2 separate regions of the Capra hircus genome follow, and region 1 is linked to region 2. Evidence: chromatin contacts called from public Hi-C data. All regions are on one chromosome and are shown on one strand. Each heading gives the region's core, a stretch centred on a gene start, on an enhancer-like site or on the middle of the called end of the contact. The rest is flanking DNA. Distances are from core to core; before and after follow the strand shown.

What was found. A called contact is a pair of places that touch in the nucleus more often than the background predicts.
Region 1: a Hi-C map of blood shows a contact between it and region 2, with 4 times the contacts expected there. The contact joins the promoter of SOCS1 here to the enhancer-like site in region 2. A contact is called at or near these places in 4 of 5 Hi-C or Micro-C datasets (blood and liver).

Annotation. Positions count from the first base shown.
Region 1 is chr25:9,794,623-9,802,011 of ARS1.2, reverse strand. SOCS1 (suppressor of cytokine signaling 1) reads left to right here and starts at 2,329. Exons shown (of 2, transcript XM_018041073.1): 1 at 2,329-2,426; 2 at 2,996-4,151. The coding sequence starts at 3,046. The coding sequence ends at 3,705. It overlaps LOC108633919 (a long non-coding RNA gene), which reads right to left and starts at 2,236. Exons shown (of 3, transcript XR_001917290.1): 1 at 1,912-2,236.
Region 2 is chr25:9,525,890-9,532,997 of ARS1.2, reverse strand. CLEC16A (protein CLEC16A) reads right to left here. Exons shown (of 23, transcript XM_018040271.1): 3 at 5,417-5,550. Among named protein-coding and RNA genes, the nearest start is that of CLEC16A, 23 kb to the right of the region's middle. Within about 2 kb of position 4,022, at least 4 of the 5 cell types and tissues checked have an H3K27ac peak or open chromatin away from gene starts, as enhancers often do.

The sequences.
Region 1 (7,389 bases), core at 1,080-3,579, 270 kb before region 2:
AGGGCTGCTGACGGCCGCCGATGAACAACAGCAGCAAAAGCAATCACCTACTGAATGCCTCTGACGCACCAGGGACTGGTGTAAGCACGTGACCCCTAATCACTCTTTTAATCCCCACACTATGAGGGAGATGTTATTACCCCCTTCAGAGATGAGGAAACCAGGCAAGGGAGTTAATTACACGTCCAAGGTCAGAGGGACAGAAAGTTGCAAAATTAGAATTGGAAACTAGGCAGACTGCAGCCAGAGCCCAGCTTCCAACCACTGCTTTGTGCTGCCACCCACCGCAGGGCAGCCCCCTGCAGGCGCTCCGGGCTGACCACAGCACCCGAACACTGGCCCAGGCATGGCTATGCACCTTCTCATGCCCTTGCACACACACACAAACACACACCCCAGCGCCCACACCACACCCCCCACCCCACCACCCCCCAGACCACATCAACGACCAACATCAGCTGCTGCCACACACACCACACACACACACACACACACACACACACACACACCCAGGACGACCACATCAACGACCAACATCAGCTGCTGCCACACACACACACACACACACACACACACACACACACCCAGGACGACCACATCAACGACCAACATCAGCTGCTGCCACACACACACACACACACCCAGGACGACCACATCAACGACCAACATCAGCTGCTGCCACACACACACACACACACACACACACACACACACACACCCCTAGGACGACCACATCAACGACCAACATCAGCTGCTGCCACACACACACACACACACACACACACACACACACACACCCCCAGGACGACCACATCAACAACCAACATCAGCTGCTGCCAACACGGATTCCGGGAGACAGTGGGATCCTACACAAGGTGGGTTCTGGGCCATCCTCTTGTGTACACAAGGTGGGTTCTGGGCCATCCTCTTGTGTTCACCAGGAAACACGGGGATCCTGGGCTCTGCCCGGGGTCAGGGCAGGAAAGCACCAGGGAGGCTGGCAGGAGGACCTGGCGCCAGGGCTAGGAGCCAAGCGGCAAAGCTGCGCTGCGGCCTGAGAGTTGCCTGTAGAGGGCAGTGTGCGCCAGTGTTGGGCAGGACCCTGCCAAACCTAGCTACTCCGCCTGACCCCTCCAGGCTGTGAGATTCACCACCCACCAGCCGGCCCCCAAGCTCATTTGTTCTTTCTTTCATTCAAAAATACATGTACTAGCCAGGCACCTACTCCATGCCCTTCTATGACAGACAGCATCATACACAAACGAACAAACTGTTACGGGTACCCCATCATTCCAAGACCCGAGGTATGAGTGTGGGGAGGGAGCAGCTGGGGGCAGGGGTGGGATCTGTAAGAGAGGAGGGAGGAAGAGGAGGGGCTGGCCAGGAAAGCTCAGAGTAGGCTTCTGCAATGATCACATCTGAAAATGAACTCTCTTTCCCCTGGGCTCCAAAGTGCATTTAGAGGTGCCCAGCTGCTCCCTCCTCTCCCCCAAATAAAAGCGAGGAGGGTGTGCCTCGTTTGGAGCTCCCCCTCTGCCAGTCACCGGGCCTCAGTTTCTCCACCTATCTGGCAGGAGAAAAGGCAGGCCAAGGCCGCCGGGGACCTTGCCAGGCCCCACCCGGTTTCCAAGGAACTGGGCTCGCAGTCGAGGTACCCCTCCCGCGCAGCCAAAGGGTTCCTCCGAAGCCTGTGGTCAACCCGCCGCTTCCTGGGAACCCTAAGACAAGACCAGGGACAGAGACAGGCAGGGAGGGATGCGGATGCGGCCATCTAGAGGCTCCAGGACGAGGGGGGGCAGGGCGAAGGAGGCAGCAGTCCCGAGGGGTCCCAGGTGAGACCCCAGAATAGGGTGGAGGTGTCCGGCTCCAGAGTAGAGGACAGAGGTCTACCAGAGATGGGTGCTGAGACACCTGGCGGAGGTGACTGGTGTGTCAGGGCCAGTCCGGAGTATCCTAATGGGCTTGCCTGAAGAAATCTGCGACCGAAGGCAGTGGGGGTACCGGAGGGCCGCCAGGTCCGAAAGGGAGGGTGCTGAGAAGTGCCCCGGAGATTCAAGGGCAGTGCTAGAGACCTTGACAGACCGGTCCTAGGACAGGTGCGAGGCTAGGTCAGGGCTGGGGGACCTCCCCGAGGAGGGGTCCCGGATTTGTGGGAAAAGTCGAGCTGCGCCCGCCACCGCGGTGCGCAGAAAAAGAAACCGAAAGTGGCGCGGCAGGGCGGGCCTGGAGGGGGCGGAGCCGGCGGGGGCGGGGCCTCGCAAGCCCCAAGCTTCAGAGCCGGTTTAAAAGACTGGTGCAGGGGCGGGCGCGCAGCAGAAAGAGCTGCGGCCGTGGCAGCTGCACGGCTCCCGGCCCCGGAGCATGCGCGAGAGCCGCCCCGGAGACCCCCGCCGCCCCGCCCGCGGCGCCCCGCGCCCCGCCGCCAGGTGAGACGGACGCTGGGCGACGAAGCTAGAGGGAGAGGGGAGGAACGCACGGGACCGCCCGGGGCCGGGGCGGCCTCGGGGGCTGCGTGGTGGGGTCGCGGCCGCCACGCCCCAGGCCCCTGCGGGCCCCAGCCTGGCGGACCCCGCGCTTGGGGTACCCGCAGCGCCGCTTTCTCCTGCTTTTTTGCCCGAATCGCCCGGACGAGGCGTCCGTTCCCGCCCTGGCCGGCAGGCGGCAGCCGCGGGGCGGTGAGCCGAGGACCCGGTGGCCCGAGTCCGGGACAGGCTTCTGCTCGGCGCTTCTCTCCACGCCCCCTTCTCGACTCGGACTCGGAGGCGGCACAGCGCGCCGCCGAGCTCCCACCCGCCAGCAAGGGCGCCGCGGGCGGGCAAGCCCATTTTCTAGATGAGTCCACTGAGGCTCAAAGGGCCGCGCGGACGCAGGCTTGAGCCCTCGGCCCTTTAGGAGCGGCTCAGCCCAGGGCCCCGCCCCTCCCGAGCTGCCTCGCGGGCCCTCACCTGCCCAGTCTCACCCGGACTCCCTGCTCACTGCCTGTCTCCCCCATCAGCGCACCCCCGGACGCTATGGCCCACCCCTCCGGCCGGCCCCGCGTGTAGGATGGTAGCACACAACCAGGTGGCAGCCGACAATGCAATCTCTACGGCAGCAGAGCCCAGACGGCGGCCAGAGCCTTCTTCCTCCTCCTCCTCCTCTTCTTCTTCCACCTCCTCGCCCTCGTCCGCGGCCCCGGCGCGCCTGCGGCCCTGCCCGGCGGCCGTGGCCCCGGCCCCCGGCGATACACACTTTCGCACGTTCCGCTCGCACGCCGAATACCGGCGCATCACCCGCGCCAGCGCGCTCCTCGACGCCTGCGGCTTCTACTGGGGGCCCCTGAGCGTGCACGGAGCGCACGAGCGGCTGCGCGCCGAGCCCGTGGGCACCTTCCTGGTGCGCGACAGCCGACAGAGGAACTGCTTCTTCGCCCTCAGCGTGAAGATGGCCTCGGGCCCCACGAGCATCCGCGTGCACTTCCAGGCCGGCCGCTTCCACCTGGACGGTAGCCGCGAGAGCTTCGACTGCCTCTTCGAGCTGCTGGAGCACTACGTGGCGGCTCCGCGCCGCATGCTGGGGGCCCCGCTGCGCCAGCGCCGCGTGCGGCCGCTGCAGGAGCTGTGCCGCCAGCGCATCGTGGCCACCGTGGGCCGCGAGAACCTGGCGCGCATCCCCCTCAACCCCGTCCTCCTCGACTACCTGAGCTCCTTCCCCTTCCAGATCTGACCGGCCGCACACCGCAGCATTAACTGGGCCCCCCCGCCCCTTATTATTTTCTATTATTAATTATTATTTCTCCTGGACCATGTGGGTGCCCTCCCCACCTGCGTTGGAGGGAGCGGGCGTAGGGGGCGAGGCGCCTCCGGCCCTGGGCTGGAGACCAGGCCGCAGACCCCTCCCCACGTCTTGAGGGGTGCCCTCTCCTGGTGCTCCCTCTGGGTCCCCCTGGTTGTCGTAGCAGCTTAATTTAAAACTGTATGTGGGACCAGGGCCTGAACTCGTACCTCCTACCTCTTCATGTTTACATATGCTCAGTATCTTTGCACAAACCAGGGGTTGGGGGAGGGTCTCTGGCTTTATTTTTCTGCTATGCAGAATCCTATTTTATATTTTTTACCACCAGTTTAGGTAATAAACTTTATTATGAAAGTTTTTTTTTTTTAAGAAAAAAAGTTTCTAGAGCGTGTGCTTTGGTCAAAGGTTTTCCACGGTTCTGAGTGGGTCCGGGTTCCTATATTGACCTGGGTGTGGCTGAAGGTGGTGTGTGGCCCCCCCAGGTTCTGTGGCTGGGAACCCCACATGGCTTCAGCCTCAGCTCTCAGGGGGAGAGGAACCCTTGGTCTAGTTTTGGTATTGTGTGTCTGGTAAAAGGGCACTTCGTGTTTGAACACACTTAATGTGTGTCAGGTCCTATCTGTACTTTATTTACATACACTTAAATTGACTTAATCTATAAAGACTACCCTATGAAGCAAGGCTCTTACCCCATTTTATGGAAGAGAAAACCGAGGCAGGGTAAATTTGCCTGTGGTCATTCCGGTGTCAGAGAAAGACACTTGGGCCTTTTTTTGGCCGTCCTCCCAGAAATCTGTTTGAAATGGATGACAGAGGGGAAACTTCTTTCATTCTGTGACCACAGCTTCTTCCAGGAAGAGGGTGGGGGTGGGGGGGGTTGATGAGTTTTTGGAAGGAGGAGTGGTACATTCTGAAACTGTATCTAGGGAGACAGAGATACTGAGATGGGATGGGGATAACAGGGTCAGGTCTGAACTTCCTTCTTCCCGCCCTGTCTTGTCTCGTGTACTTTTTGGTGAACACGCAACTTGCAACCAGAAAGACGCTCTGTGGTCTGTGGTGGCAGGAGGGCCCTCTTGGCAGCTCTGGGCAATTCCCTTTGCCTCTAGGGGCCTCAGCGACTGCCTCTGAAATGGCTTGCTTTGCTGTAACCCTCAGCAGCAGGTACTGATGCATAGTGGATGGAGGAGTGATGTTTTCCAAAACTGGGGCTGGCCAGCATCACTAAAGAATGCACAGGACATGGGTTTTATGGCTACTCCTGTATCTGTGGCCGGTCTGCTGGCCACTCAGGGCTGTGGTGCTGCACCTGGTGCATCGAGTCATTTTCAGGTGTAGGGTTAAGCGGCCTCACAGACACATCCCACTCCAATTTTAGAACTCCAAATGGCCCTCTGCAGCCCTGGACATGCTTATAATGGAGTGTCCTAATATTTAATAACACCTTTCAGACTTTAAACTGCAGCATAAAATTAACTTGATAGCCGGAGAGCTGGAGTGGCCCAGGCTTGTCTTGGGGATTAAATAGGTTCCAGGCCCCAAGGTTAAGGATGGCCAGGAGAGATTTAGGATCTCAGAGAGCTTTGGCAATTTCATCCTTTAATGAGGTGGGGGGGGGGGGTGGAGAGGGAGAGAGGGAGGGGGGAAGGTAGGTGATGTCTGTGTGCCTCCAAGGAATCACTGCTTTCTCTTCTTTGAACCGTCTCCCTTCCCTTTGTTTTGTGCTTTGTGGCTCAAGTCTTGTGTTCAGACTTTCCTGTCTCCTACCCAGCTTGGGCAGGGCAAGGAGAAACCCAAGAAGGTTGTGCTGGGGCACACGGCAGACACTTTAGTGAGCGCTTACTGTATGCTGGGCCCTGTGCTACTCTAAGCCTCTCAACTGGCCTGTGGGTTAGAAACCTCTCCCCCTTTATATAGATGAGAAAACTGAGGCTCAGAGAGGCAAAGTAGGGCATACAGCAAGTGGTGGAGCCAGATGGCAAACTCAGACAGTACTGCTTCAGAGGCTGGGTAGCACTAGCCTCCCATGAGGGCCTAACAGTCGAAATAATAACAGTAGCAGCTGCTAACATTTATATCTGCATCACTGGGAAGGCACCATTCTGAGCGCCTAGTCACCTATATTAAAACATTCAACCTTCAACTAAGCCTTAGGATTTAGGTGCTATTAACTAACATTCCCATTTTTCAGATAAGGAAACAGGTCCTCATCTAAGGAGGGACAAATCGCAGTCAAGTTTATAATATTTCCAGGGCTTTTCCCTTCTCAAAAAAAAAAAAAAAAGCTTAAAAGTCACATCTTCATTACCCAAACTCATTTCCCTTAGCAAGACAGCTGAAACTAAAGCTCCTTTACTCACACTCCCCAGAGCTGGCCCCTTCTCTTTGTGAGTCTTTTTTTTTTTTTTTAAGCTATACTGCCATGCATAAAGTGACCTGAAATGACCTAGAAGCCCCCGGGAGCTGCACTCCAGACCGAGTTAACAGATGGGCATGGCAGTGCAGACGCTGCAGGACAGGGGGGCGGCGCGCGCCGTGTGGCTTCCCCATGGTGCAGATCGTCTCAAACCTCAGCTTTGTGATTCAGCAGTGCTGACGTCAATTTACAAGAATGAAAAGTGAGAGGAGGACTGGTGTATGTGTGGGCCTGGGCTGGGGGCCCAGGTGCGACTGAGGTATTCTTCCCACTAACAGCGGGTGAGCGGGGCAGCAGAGGGCGGGCAGGATGGCAAAGGGGCCGCTCTCCAGGACAACGGGGACTGCAGGCCTGGGTGAGAACAGCCTCTGACCCGCATCAAAGCCTTTCCTCAGCGGGGGACTCTGCCCCCCATTTCAGAGATGAGGAAACAGAGGCCCAGAGAAGTACTGTCACTTACTTAAGGTCACACAACTCAAAAGTGATAGCCAAGACTTGCACCGGGTCTGCCACACTGTCAAGGCAATTGGTTTCAAGAGTGGAAGAGGGAAGAGCGAGGAACCCTGTGAAGAGGCATTTCCCCAGGTCTCGCTTCAGCCTGCTTGATCTTCCCAACTTGAGTGGAACTGTTAACTGTCCCCCAGCCAGGAAGTGCAGAGCTGAGCCTCTTCCTGAAGTGAGGCACATAAGGCATTTAGCCCAGAGTCTGGCCATACGTCTCCAAATGATGCGGTGCTCAGTAAACGATAATGAGGGTCAACAAACATGCGCTGAGCACCAACTTACGTTCCAGGCATTACTCTTAAGCCCAGTGGATACAGGAATGGACACAGTCGAGGGAGTCTGGCCCCTGCTCTCACGGAGTTCACGTTCAGGGCCTCAGACTGTTAACTAAATATGAAACTAAAGGCACCAGAACATTCCAATAGTGACAGTACTCGAGATGACAACTAGATGGTGGGACAGCGGACTGGGACTATTTCAGAAAGAAAGGTCAGGAAGGCCCCTTCAAGGTGACACTGAAATTGTGCCTGGAATGACAGGTCAGAGCCAGCTGGGGAGGCAGGCATTTCAGGTAGAGGGAACAGCAACTGGGAACGAGCTCAACCCAGTCCAGTAGCTGGTGGAGCTGGAGGGGAAGGGATTGAGTGAAGGCAAGTGGCAGAAGGTAAGGCGGGATGGGAGGGCAGTGGGCACAG
Region 2 (7,108 bases), core at 2,773-5,272:
GGAGGTGAAAGATACACACTGCAAAGTAAAAAATATTGAGACAGGAAACTGAAGATGCTTTAAAGAAATGGAAAGATACCCCATGCTCTTGGACTGGAAGAATTAATATAGTTAAAATGGCCATACTACCCAAAGCAATCTATAGATTTAATGGGATCCCTATCAAATTACCCATGACATCTTTCACAGAAGTAGAAAAAATAATCCTAAAATTTATATGGAACCATTAAAGACCCAGAACTGCCACAACAATCCTGAGGGAAAAGAACAAAGCTAGAGGCATAACCCTCCCAGATTTCAGACAATACTACAAAGTCACAGTCATCAAAACAGTGTGGTATTGGCACAAAAACAGACAGATTTATGGACCAGAATAGAGGTCCCAGAAGTAAACTCTCACACCTACAATCAATCAATCTTCAACAAAGGAGGCAAGAAGATACAATCACAAAAAGGCAGTCTCTTCAGCAAGCGGTATTCAAAAGTGAGAGAGCCACATGTAACTAAATGACGTGAGAACATACCCTCTTACCATACACAAAAAGAAATTTAAAAATGGCTTAAAGACTTAAATTCATGACATCAGAAAACTCCTAGAAGAGAACAGAGGCAAAACATTCTCTGACATAAATCGTACCAATGTTTTCTTGGTCAGTCTCCCAAAGCAATAGAAATAAAAACAAAAATAAACAAATGGGACCCAATAAAATTTATAAGCTTTTACACAGCAAAGGAATCCATAAACAAAACAAAAAGACAAACTACAGAATGGGAGAAAATGTTTGCAAATGATGTGACCAACAAGGGCTTAATTTCCAAAATATACAAACAGTTCACACAGCTCAATATCAACAAAAATAAACAACCCAACCAAAAAATGGGGAGAGAAGACCTACACAGACATCTCTCCAAAGAAGACCTACAGATGGCCAACAGTCGCAAAAAAACATGCTCAACATCGCTAACTATTAGGGAAATGAAAATCAAAACTACAATGAGTTGATCACCTCATTCTGGTCAGAGGTGATATCATATCACCTCAGTCTGGTCAGAATGGCAATCACCAAAAAGTCTACAAATAATAAATGCTGGAGAGGGTGTGGAGAAAAGGGAACCCTCCTCCACTGCTGGTGGGAATGCAAACTGGTACAGCCATGATGCTGAACATGATGGCGGTTTCTTAACAAACTAAAACCAGAACTAGAATACGACCCATCAATTCCACCCCTGCTCATATATCCAGAAGAGATGAAAACTCTAGTTCGAAAAGACACGCGTACCCCAGTGTTCAGAGCAGAACTATTTATAATAACCAAGACATGGAAGCAATCCAGGTGTCCATCGACAGATGAATGGATAAAGACGATGTCACACACACACACACACACACACACACACACACACACACAAAGGAGTATTAGCCACAAAAAGAATGAAATACTACCATTCACAGCAACAAGGACGGACCCAGAGATTTTCACACCAAGTGAAGCAAGTCAGACAAAGACAAATATACTGTGATATCACTTTTATGTGGAATCTTAAAAAAAATGATACAAAGGAACTTATTTACAAAATAGAAACAAACTCACAGACAACAAACTTTTGGTTGCCAAAGGGTAAAAGCAGGGCAGGGATAAATTTGAAATTTGAGATCAATAGATATACATTACTATACAGAAATATATATTTATTTGTTTTATACTATGTACATTTTATATTATGCATAATATTTTATACTATATAGATACATATTTTATACTATATATATTCTGCTAAGTTGCTTCAGTCGTGTCCGACTCTTTGTGACCCCATGGACTATAGCCCACCAGGCTCCTTTGTCCAGCGGATTCTCCAGACAAGAATACTGGAGTGAGTTGCCACGCCCTCCTCCAGGGGATCTTCTCAACCCAGGGATCGGACCCAGGTCTCCCTCATTGCAGGCAGATTCTTTACTGTCTGACACCAGGGTTGCCTATAATATACTAATATTACTACATATAAAATAAATAACAAAGACCTACTGTATAGCACAGGGAACTACATTCAATATCTTATTAAAAAATGAGGTTACATATATCACAAATCTAAGTGTATAGCTTGATATATGTGGCGGTGTATATACTTATGAATTTTAAGTACTTGTACTTATGTGTGTATATATATGTGTGTGTACATATGCATATATATGTACACATAAACACATACCTCACACATCTTAGGTGTCCAGCGCGATGAATTTTTGCAAATAAATGCACCAGGTAAGCACCACCCTGATCAGACAGTGCATTTCCTGCTCCATCCATTCCCTGTCCCCAAGACAGCCCCTCGGCCTAACTTCCAGCACCGCAGACTCGTTCTGCCTGATCCTGAGCTCTGTCTATGTGGACTCACACGGGAAGCCCCCGCCTGGTGTGTGGCCTCTCACTCATTACTACGGCCCAGTTATCCATGTCGCTTCCTTTGTCTCCTTCTGGCTATACAGTATCCTGCTCTTGGAACAGTCCACGACCTACCCACCCAGAATCCACATTTGCAACGAGCAGCCAGCTGAGGCTGCTTCACTCTACTGTCTGGCCGGCTGTGGTCAGCGGGGGCCAAATGGGCTGGCAGGAGAAGGGATGTCAGCCCTGCTGTGACTGCTGAGTGGTTCCCGGGCCACCAGAGACACAGACGCCTGTGCTGGCTGCTGGGGTGAGCAGCCTCCGGCCTCTCGGCTGCACCCCAAGCTGGAGGAGCCCTGCGCTCCCATGCGTCCCCCGCGGGACTTTTCCGGGCCTCCAGACCGGACTCTGTGGGTGGCGGGGCCACGGTGGGGGCGGTGCAGGCGCCTCTATTATTCAACTGGGATTTTTCCACTGGGCCCTCGCTGTGTGGCCGGCTTTCTGTGGTACCCTTTTATAATAAACCCAGGAGTCTCTAAGTAATCTCAGTCTCTCGGGCCTGCTGTCACTTAGGTCACCAAGCCCACAGGCAACAGGTGTACTCGTGAAATGGCTGCCTGTAATAACGAAAACCCGGAAACCACCCAAATGCCCGCAGTCACGTTAAGTAAGTTACAGCCCAGAAAGAGGCGGCTCTTGAACCAAACAAGGCTAGGATGCATGAATGGACAACATGAAAATCTAAGATATGCTAGTTAAGTTTGGGGGAAAAAAATGAAAGACAGCAAAACGATAGCGGTTAACACTGAACTGTTAGGGTGAAATTCTCCAGAACTTCTGCTTTCTACAGCTTTTTCATCTGACTTTTTGTTGTTGTTTTACAATGGAGACATTTTCTTCCTATAATCAGAAAAGCAAAAGCAAAAATCACCCATCCTTCTCACTCCCATACATCCAAGTTCTATAAAAACAGTACTTTTTGCTGCCTTAGTGAGGCTTATGAAAGTGCTCTGGTGAATTCCCTGCAGGGCCAGCAACATCTGCCTGGGTTTTCTTACAGCACAATACCCTTTTTAGCCCTGAGGCAAGAGAGGCCGTATGATCCAGTGAGCCCAGAATTTTCTATCGCCCCCAACCCCCTCTTCAATCCTGTAGCCCTGAGGTCAGCCGGGTCACCAGAGAACAGCCCCTTGGGGGAACACTGGGTTTAAGGATAAAACCAGCTTTAACTGGAAACTTCCACCTGCCAGACCCCACGCAAGGCTGCGCACACCCGCTCTCACACTTATCCTCAAGCCACTCCAATCTGCAGGTACTCGGATTGTCTCCACTTCAGAGAGGCAGAAACTGCTGCTTGGCGAGTCATCGCCCTGGAACAGGTGTGGGGCATATGTTGGCAGTACCAGGCCTGGGACTTGCTTGGCTCTCAGTCCATGACTTGCATTACAGAGCTGGGCCTTCCCCTCTCGGAGTTTTCAGAAACTGCCCACAATTCACATCCAGCGTAACCAAAGCTGTTAACAGGGAAACCACTCAGGGAGAGTGAGTCAAATCGCATTTGCCAATTCACATACAGGGGGAAGCCTCAGGAGTCTCCTGGGACAGCAGTGCCATCTAGTGGCCACTTCCTGGGACAGCAGCACCATCACGTGCCGTGTCCCAGGACAGCAGCGCTACCTAGTGGCCATCAGCCAGAAGCTCTTTCCTCCCCTGCCTCCTCTCTCTCTCCTCAGGGGAAATGCCGCCACCCTCTTTCACTGGAAGCTTTTCTCAATGCTGTCTTGGGGGCCAAGAGCTTGCCTGTGACACAGGCATCCCACCACTTGTCTTCTCTTCCCTGCTTCCAGCAGGCAGGCCCTGAGGCTTGGTGCGGTTATCTTGGAATAAAAAAGCTTTTGATCAAGCACGGAGGATTAGGAGCTAGATCAGGGTTTCACACCCTGGGCACTGTTGACATTTTGGGCTTATTACTTCTTTATTGCGGGGGGCTGTCCTGCATGTTGTAGGATTTTAACAGCATCACTGACCTCTACCCAGAGGCCAGCAGCACAGCCCCCCAAGAATGTCTCCAGACACTGACATATGTTCATTGGGAGCACAGTCACCCCCAGTTGATGCCCACTGAGTTAGTTTGCCTGGGCTGAAACCCTTTCTGGATTCCGGCCTTGCTGGAGCTGTGACCTGGGCCAGTGAGTCAAACTCTCTGAGTATTAAACGAGGGCACTGACAGCACCTGCCTCGCAGGGTGGCTGTTTCAGATGACGAGCCCAGGGCTCAGCAAGGGCAGGGGAGAGGCTCTGAGCCACACCCTCGCCAGTGCGGCAGTGGAGCTGAAGCAGGCAGGTCAGGGGCCAAAGCCACACCCTTGGCCACATTCTTCCCCATCCTGCTGCTTCCAATGCTTATTCTGTTGGCTGTTTACTCGTGACGCAAGCTCTTTAATAACAGGTTATAAAGAAGACATGCAAATACCCCCAGAACCACCCAGCAGAGGGGAGCCCTCTCTTAGCCCTGCACAGCACCCTACCATGCAGTGATTAAAAATGGCACTAGGGACTGAACTGTGTGCCCCCAAAACTCATGTGCTGAAATCCTAACCCCCAAAGGGACTGTATCTGGAGACAGAGGCTTTCAGGAGGTAATTAAAGGTCACATGAGGTCAGAGGATGGGGCTCTGATCCAAGAAGACTAGTGTCTTTACAAGAAAAGGAAGAGACATCAGAATCCTCTCTCCACGTGCACAGAGGAGAGAACAGGTACGACATAAAGAGAGTGAGGCCCTGTGCGAACCAGGAAGACAGGCCTCCCCAGAAGCCAGCCCCAGCGCTGCCGTGATCGTGGACTGCCAGCCGCAGGCACTGTGAGAAAATGCATCTGCCGTCTAAGCTGCCCAGCCTGGAGCATGCCCTCTGGCAGCCCAAGCACGCCAAGACACACGGCGGGCACAGACATTCACAGAGCAACAGGAAGACCACGGCACACGGCGCAGCGACACCCAGCGGTGCCGAGGCCAGGGCCAGGACCGTCCTTACAGAGTGAGGTCTCGTGGCTGATGTTCTCAAAGAGGATGTTCAGGGTCTGCAGCAGCTGAACGCACACGTAGCGGCCTGACTTCTGCCGCAGGATGTTCAAGAAGAAAACGAACATGTTCTTCTCCAGGAAGAAGCTGGGGAGAGAAGCGGACAGTGTCAGTGGTCTTGTGGAAATGCACAGCATCCTCTGGTTGCACACCCAGCACACGTGTGTGCAACACCACAAAGGCATCTGCGGAGCAGCCTGGTCACACCACTCGTGTGGGCTTGGCTTCCGAGACACCCAGTTCCCACGATGCAGTCTTCCATTCAGAGAAATGCAACCTTTCAGACTCTTCCTGGAATGTGGGAACAGTGCTGATTCTGGGAAGCGGAGAACTTCCAGATTTCGGGCAGAGGGGTAAAGGTCTTTCCCAACTAAATGATGACACAGTGATCTATCTATGCTTCTAAAGCCAGCAAGCAGCTGTTTTCCATCCATAGTTTACAAGCTTAGTTTTCCCCACTCAGTCTCCTTCCTCAGCTTTCATAGCTCTAAGTGCTCACCAGAAACCTGGGAACCAGAGTAATTCCCCACAAAGGGGCATGAGGATGCTGAATAGCCAAAGAGTTTGGGTGGTTTCTCAGCTGGCAAGTTGGTCATTTCCACATCTAGGGAATGAGAACTGCAAGGAAAGAGAAAGTGCTGATGTGGTCACAGGACACCAGCCAGTCCCCAGGCCTTTCTGCTCCTGCACAGAATATTTGTCTGCATGCAGGCTGGGGGCGCTGACTTTGGGGGGCACACAATGGCTCTTTTAGTCTTGAAATGGAGATCCCCTACTGCCTTTCTTTGAAGAAAGAAAATGTTTTATGTTCTCTGTATTCAAGCTAAGGGGCTTCCCCGGTGCCTCACTGGTAAAGAATCTTCTTGCCAATGCAGGAGACGCGGGTTCGATCCCTGGGTCAGGAAGATCCCCTGGAGAAGGGAATGGCTACCCATTCTAGTATGCCTGCCTGGAAAATCCCATGGACAGATGCTCCTGGTGGGCTACAATCCATGGGGTTACAAAGAGTCAGGCCTGACTTAATGACTAAACAACAACAATTCAAGCTGAGACCAGGTCACCTTTCATCTAGGATGCTCAGGATAAGTCCTAGCCATCTTGTGGGTCTGCTGGTACCTCAGTCTTGGGGCCTCTCTCTTCCCACTGCCGTCAGCTCCCTGCTGGCAGGACCATGGCCTGGCACTGGCTCCAGCCTGCAGACCTCTGTCTGAATGGGCAAATGAATCAATAAATCTGACCTTAGAAGGACCCCTAAATTCTTTCCCAAGGGAGTCTGTCTGCCAACAAATGCCATCCACAATGATCCTCCAGAATACTTCTATCATTTGGCGAGTCATGTCTTCTTTTGCTTCAGGTTGCAGAAAGCAGTGACTGCTAAGTGTCACCCAATAAGTTCACTGCAGCCCGATGACCAGCTTGGGAACTTGTCAACATGCCTGTACCTAGACCTTGTCCAGGGGTAGATTCCATATGCCTAGTGTGAAATTTGGGTGCCTGCATTTTTACAACCCCCTAGAGGCGTGAGGGGATCCTTGGGAAAGTGGCTAATTCTAGGGCTGGGGCAGGGAACATGCCAGATGAGCCTGGAGTACCACAAGGGACCAGGAAATAAGGAAGTGCTCCAAAATCCAAAAGGACAGGGGTG